Linked DNA regions of Ovis aries: region 1 is linked to region 2. The links are chromatin contacts, called in public Hi-C maps. All regions are on one chromosome and are shown on one strand. The core of a region is the stretch at or near the end of the contact, and the rest is flanking DNA. Distances in the headings are between cores, read along the strand shown. Region 1 has its middle 55 kb from the start of C15H11orf96. Region 2 holds the start of C15H11orf96 (chromosome 15 C11orf96 homolog).

What was found. A called contact is a pair of places that touch in the nucleus more often than the background predicts.
Region 1: a contact with region 2 is called in a Hi-C map of tail adipose tissue, with 2.4 times the contacts expected there. The contact joins the enhancer-like site here to the promoter of C15H11orf96 in region 2. A contact is called at or near these places in 3 of 16 Hi-C or Micro-C datasets (mixed tissues, muscle and tail adipose tissue).

Annotation. Positions count from the first base shown.
Region 1 is chr15:73,007,007-73,010,161 of ARS-UI_Ramb_v3.0, reverse strand. No RefSeq gene overlaps it. Among named protein-coding and RNA genes, the nearest start is that of C15H11orf96, 55 kb to the right of the region's middle. Within about 2 kb of position 1,526, at least 7 of the 54 cell types and tissues checked have an H3K27ac peak or open chromatin away from gene starts, as enhancers often do. A contact at or near this core is called in tail adipose tissue, where this site is marked.
Region 2 is chr15:72,951,462-72,954,716 of ARS-UI_Ramb_v3.0, reverse strand. C15H11orf96 (chromosome 15 C11orf96 homolog) reads right to left here and starts at 1,340. Exons shown (of 1, transcript XM_015101113.4): 1 at 27-1,340. The coding sequence starts at 1,073. The coding sequence ends at 702.

The DNA.
Region 1 (3,155 bases), core at 277-2,776, 55 kb before region 2:
CTGCTGGGTGTGTAGCCTGTCTGGTGGGTGGGAGCTGGAAATCGAGGGCCCTCCCCCGCCCCAAGAGAGACCCTGCCCGAGGAAAACAGTCCAGGTTGATCCCCTGGGAAACTCGGGTGGGTAGCTGGGTGTGTAGCCTCTCTCTTCTGGGTGGGAGCTGGAAATCGAGGGCCCCCCGAGACAGACCCTGCCCGAGGAAACTGTCCAGGTTGACCCCCTGGGAAACTCAGCTGCTGGCTTCCAGCTTTCCTATCTCTCACTGTGGTCTCCTTCCCTCCTGCCAACTTCCTGCCAGGAAACACAGCACCCCCAGGCATAAATCATTAACTAGCACCACCTCTTAGGCAGGCCTGCGCTTCGGTTCCCAAAGCACTTTCCTGCCATTATCTTGAGTGGTCTTCAGACGACCATGGGAGGTGGGCAGAGGCAGGCCCACTTGATGGCTGCTCCCCCCAGGAAACAGGGAAGAAGTGTTTAGGGCCTCACTGGCAGGACCGAAACTCACGGAGTCTGGGGGCGTGTTCTGTTCTCCTGGGATATTGCCCTGAAAACAGAAAGGCAGAGGATCCCCTGAAAAGACTCTGGCTGGTGGCGCTGCAGGCTTTGTGACCACTGAAAAGCGTGCAGGGCTGCGGGGGTACCCTTGGGGACCCGCTCCACAGAGCCACTCCCCATTTTAAACAGGGGCCGTGGGACAGCCGGCCTCCCTCCATGTTGCTCCATGTCCACAGCCCAGGCTCCCCCTCTTCTGAGGACGATGCCCACCAGGGGTCCTTTCCAGCCTCCTCCGCAGAGTCACCCATGTTCCCAGGCTCACTCTGCCGCCCCCTGAGCCAAGCTTCCCTGCAGGCCACGGAGGTGGCCCAGGCCCCATGTGGTATCTGTGTCCCCATCCGTGGGAGGAGGCTGGAAAGAACCTACTGTGCTGCCTTGGCCAACTCCCTTTTTTCTCCCTGGGCCTCAGTTTTCCCATCTGACGAATGGGAAGTTGGATGAAACTGGATGGGTCCCTGGCACCCATCTTTGAGTCTCTCTCTCTGATCCGAAGGTCCCTGGACCTCAGCTTCGAGTGATCCCCGGAGTGTGAGCTGAAGGCTTTGCCCCACCCCCACATCCCCCCAATGCCCCTGCCCCCGGGTCACCCCTCTGGTGCCCCTTGCCTGGTGCCAGGTGGTCCCCCAGGGGTCCCTCCCATCCCCAAGCAGCCTCCACTCGGTCCAGCAGACACGTGCCACCTGCTCTCCACATCGAAGGCTCATGGCCCAGGCTTGGAACAACTTCCCTCAGTTGGGCAAGGCTGTGACAGGAAGGGGACAAGACCTGACCCCTGCTTGGAAAGCCAGTTGTGCAACACAGCCCTGTGAGGGGAGGCACGTGACCGACGGGAACGGCTGCCGGAAGGAGCCAGGGCCTTCTTTGAAATGAATATCTTGGCAAGATCGAAGGAGAAAAGGTCCTTTTGGACGCCACTGACTCTGGGTCACTGCTAATGCATTCAGAGCCTGGCCGTGGCGCCGTGTCCCAGCCGCATCCCCGAACACGGAGCCTTGCTGGGTCACTGTCACATGGGACGTGGGGAGCTGCAGGAACATATAATATAAGCTACCCTTCCGGCTTCTGCACACCCAAACCTCTTGTTTGTACTTACAAGCAGTCTAAAGCTGCAGTACATTCCTCTGGGCATCCTCTTCCAAGGCAAGCGAGCTGCATATTTTTAGTAACAAGCGAAAGTCTTTTGTATCGAGCCTAATAGATAAAGTAGATGATGTCTTTGGATGCTAGTGGGGGTGGAATAGGTATAGGAGAGTTTAATGGTGAAACAGATTTTTTTTCCCCCTTATAATGTAAGGTGTTTCTGAAGATGATGAAATATTGACATCATTGTTTGGAATAAGTGCATGATAATGGCTGTGTGTGTTAGACACCTACCTACCATGCGCCAGAAACAGGGCTCAGAATCAGATTTTTTTTTTTAAACTTCTTTCAGGGATTAAAGGCATTAAAATATTCTTTTCCCCCTTGAATCCATTTTCGCTGCTTTTGCCTTTCAGAGAACTTTTTGTATCTAAACATTCACTGTACTGGCATAAAGTTGTTTATAACATTCCCTTCCTCGTTTGATGTCTGCAGAATCTCTAGCTATGTCTACTCTCATTCCACATACGGATCATTTGTGTTCTTTCTTCTTCTTCGTTTCACAGGTGAGGAAACTGAGGTTCCAGGAGATAACGGGTCGCCCGGGCGATAGTGGGTTAAGAAGCTGGAATCCAAACCACATCTGATTCTCCTTGCTTCCACGAGGCCCTTTGTGATTATCTTTAAGCACAACATTTAATGGGTGATTTACAAGTGGCCCAGGCATGACACCTCCATCTGCTCGGTGTGTTCCTTAAAAAGTTACTCCTGCTCCTTTGCATCCCCTCGTGATCTCAGGCCGCCGCGTGCCCTGCGCCCTCCATCTCCCCAGCGGCCCAGAGCGTGTCCTGTCTCTGTACCGCCTCCCTCCCTCTGCTCAGCATCTGAAAGAATTCCCAGCCCTGTCACTCTCTTCTCTCCCCTTCATAGCGGTGGCCAACACCCAAACGGACCCTATACGCCGACTTGGCGGTCGTCCCTCTCCCCAGCTAAGATGGACACTCACGTAGGCAAGGACCACATCCCCCGTTCCAGGCACATAGAAAGTGCGCGACAGATATTTCTAGATGAGTGAATTAAGTGAAAGCGATGAAATTCTGCTCTTCAGTCCCCCTCTTGATATCGTGGGGAATGCCGCCCACCTTCAGGGTGACCTGGGGGGTGGTACCCACTGCTCTGCATCCTACCCCTGCTTTCTCCCTCCCATTCCACAGCCCAGATCCCGAATCACTGCCTGGCTGCGCCCTGCACACACATCTTCTCAGAGCTGGCTCCGGGGGTTCCTAACCATGCCAGGCGGGACTTACAGGCCCGCCAGTAACCCCAAGGCCAAGTCCAGACCAGAGACCCAGACCCCTGGCTCCCAGACCCCTAGAACAGAGTTCAGGCTACTGTGCGCCTGGTCCAGGCCAGAGCCCTGGGGACAGATGTTCTCAGAAGGGGCATCTTTACTCCCTCCCCCATGCCAGAGCTGCGTGCACACCTGTGCACCCACATACACACACACACACAAGAGCAAC
Region 2 (3,255 bases), core at 91-2,590:
CAAGAAGTCAAGAGCCTTGAGAAATGCACTGTGCAAATATATTGACTTTATTTGTCTCCGTTCGGGAGCCTCACAGACATATCTAGGTAAAAAGATCGTTAAATAAACGCCATCAGCCATCGCAATGCAAAAATAAATATCAATCCTCCGGCCACAGCGCCAGCTGCGCTGCGACCCAAGTCCCATCGGCCGCGCCTAACAATTATAAAAGTGTTCAGCGAGAGTGGGTCGGCGTGAGTGTGAACGGGTGTGCGCGCGGGGGGTGGCGGGGAGGGGTGGGTACGGTGGAGCGGTGTGCAAAAATCGGAGTTTCAGACCATCGGACAAGGGCGTGGAGCGACTCTCCGCGAAGCCCCGGGGACCCGCGGCGACTCAGCGCGGGTGCGCCTCCCCGCACACACTCACAGCAGAGTTCGTACTGGGAAGAGTTAAAAAATAAACATTTACAAGGGCAAAGAAAGGCGGCACCCCCTTCCCCGGGCGCCCCGGCTCCCCGGCGCGCGCTCCCGCCCGGGGCGAGCTCAGCTCGGGACGCCCGGACCAGTTCGCAGTCGGGTGAGGGTCCAGGCGGTCCCCCAACCAGGGTGCTCGGCTGATGGGGGACCCCGAGGTGCAGGGCGCGGGGCCCCCTCGGGGTTCGCACGCTGGTCCGTCGCGACGCGCCGCCTGGGCGCGCGAGTCCCGGCTGCGGGCGGCGCCGGTCACAGGGCCGAGTCGGAGTCGCTGGAGTCCAGGCTGTTCCTCAGTTTGCAGCCGCTGAGCGGCTCCCTCTGCAGCGACAGGCTCTGCGTGCTGCGGCGCAGGCACTCCAGGCTCTGCAGGAACGACTTCTTGGCCTTCTCCTCCTCCATAGGGGACGCCCCCTCCTCCTCCACCTCCTGGATCTCGTCGAAGGTCACCGGCTGCGTCTTGAAACGCGACTGGCGCGGCCGCCGCAGCCGGCCCTTGCCCTTGGACAGCTTGGCCGGCCGCATGGGCTGCGGGAACTCGTCGGCCAGGCACACGAAGTGCGGCATCACCGCCTGGTAGCTGGAGCAGATGCCCATCAGCTCGCCGGGCTTGGCGGCCGCCATGGTGCGGCCGGTGTCTTCGGGGCCGGCCGGCGGGGCGGCGCGGCTCTCCGGGGGCGGCCGCTGCGCCGGGGCCCCCCGGGAGGCAGCAGCCTGGGGCTCGCCGGGCGGGGGATCCAAATCTGCTGCGGGGTGGTGGCGGCCCTCACGGGCCCGGGTCGGCGCTCCTCTGGAGGGCGGGCGGGCCCGTCGGGGGGCGCGGGGCTCCGGGGCTGGGTGGGGTCGGGGTGCGCTGCTCCGAGGCGCTCGCCGCCGCCGCTGTCGCCGTCTGCCCGGCGGCGGCCCGGCCCGCCGCTTATATAGCCGGCTCCTGCCCACACGGCTGCGAGCTCGGATGACAGCGAATGCCATTTAAAGCGTGCGCGCCCCGCGCCCTTCCGCCTGACGTCGCCCCGCCACTCTGGGAAAGTAGCGGCCCTTCCCCCCCCACCCCAGCGCCGCCTGCCAACCCGGCTCCGGAAGGCAGGCCCCACCCGCGGGCGTTCCGGGAGCATCCGAGGCTGCGGAGCGCGCGGCGGGGCCCGGGCGCGGGGCGGTCGGGGAGCGAGTGGGTCCTGCCCGCCCTAGGATTCCCCAAGTCTGGACCAACCGTGCTGGCCGCGCGGGCGCAAGTCAGCCCCCCGACCCCTACCCCATCCAGCCGCCTAATCCCAGAAACACACAATCGAGACGCTCGGTTGTTTGGCCTAGGGCTCTGGGCTGAGCGCGCGCGGGGCGGAGGCAGCTCCCAGTCTTCCTTGCCGCAGGGAAAGCCAGGTCCCTCGGGCTCCCCAAAACCGAGTTCCGAGGAAGAACCGGATTTCTCCTTTGGATCCATGCCACCTCTCCTCCCCACGCGCGCACAAAAACACACGCACGCACGCACAGAGGCACTCATGAATACAAACACAGCCGATGACTCCAGTCCGCTTCTCTCCCCTAATTGTCTTTATGTCTGTGTCTTCAACTCCCTGCACCCTCCAAGTCCCTCGCGCACCCCCATTCACGCTCAGAAGAATGACACTTAGATATGGCACTGACAACAACAATAATGATAACTAACCATATGGAGAGCTTTACTCCAAGCCAGGCAGGGAGCTGTGTTTTACATATATTATCCCACTTAATCTTCCTAACAGCCCTGTGAGGTAGCTGGTATTCTCAGTTTTACATATGAGAAGGTGGAGGCACAGAGAGGATCAGTAGTCCACTAGAGACTGATGGACCGAACCGTCTCCCACTCCAGACTCCAGGCTCTGATTGCCGCCTGCTAAGGATTGGTGCCCACCAATGCCCCCAGGGCTTCTAAAAGTAGGCCCCCTGCCTGGGGTTCCCAGGCTCCCAAGAAAAAACCCTGAGCATCGTTTTTGACACATAGCCCTGGGGTGCCAGCACCTAGCTCTCAGGGCTGCTGGGAAAGGTGGGAATCAATGGACTTTGGCCTCCATTCGTTCCATAGCCATTCAACAAAGATTTATTGAGAACCTGCAGAATACCAGTTCAGGAAAGTCCTTGCCCTCAAGAAAGTTACAGTCTAGGGAAGCGGGCAGAGTGGACGATAAACACCTAAACAAGGAATGTACTGGGGGTGGTGTGTCAGGGGTGCAGACAGAGAGATGGGGGGTGAGGAGGGGTGGGGGCGGGGTCTGCGGGTGGCCAGGAAAGGCTCCTCAGAGTATTTAAGGTGCTCCCTGAAGGACGATAATAGCACTAAGCTGTGCTGTGCTTAATCGCTCAGTCATGTCCGACTCTACAACCGCATGGACTATAACCCGCCAGGGTCCTCTGTCCATGGGGGTTCTCCAGGCAAGAATACTAGAGTGGGTTGCCATGAACTCCTCAATAATAGCACAGTCAAGTGTTTTATAGATGCCACAGCTCTTGACTCTTTTTTTGTGCATTAACTCATTTAATGTGATCACTTTTATTTAATCCTCTCAGCAACCTTGGATAACAAGTACTTTTACTATCCCTCTTTACAGATAGGAAAATCAAGGCACAGAGGAGCTAAGCACCTTTCCCCAGGGTCACACAGCTAGTAAGCAGCAGAGCTGAGATTCAAACCCAGAAGACTTAGACCCCAAGACCCCTCATTTATGCATTCCACTGAGGCTCTTTGCCCCCCGTGGAGGACACAGAAGGAACCAGGGTGTGACAAACGGGAGGCAAGTGTTTCCCACAGAAGAACAGTGCCAAGGCACTGAGG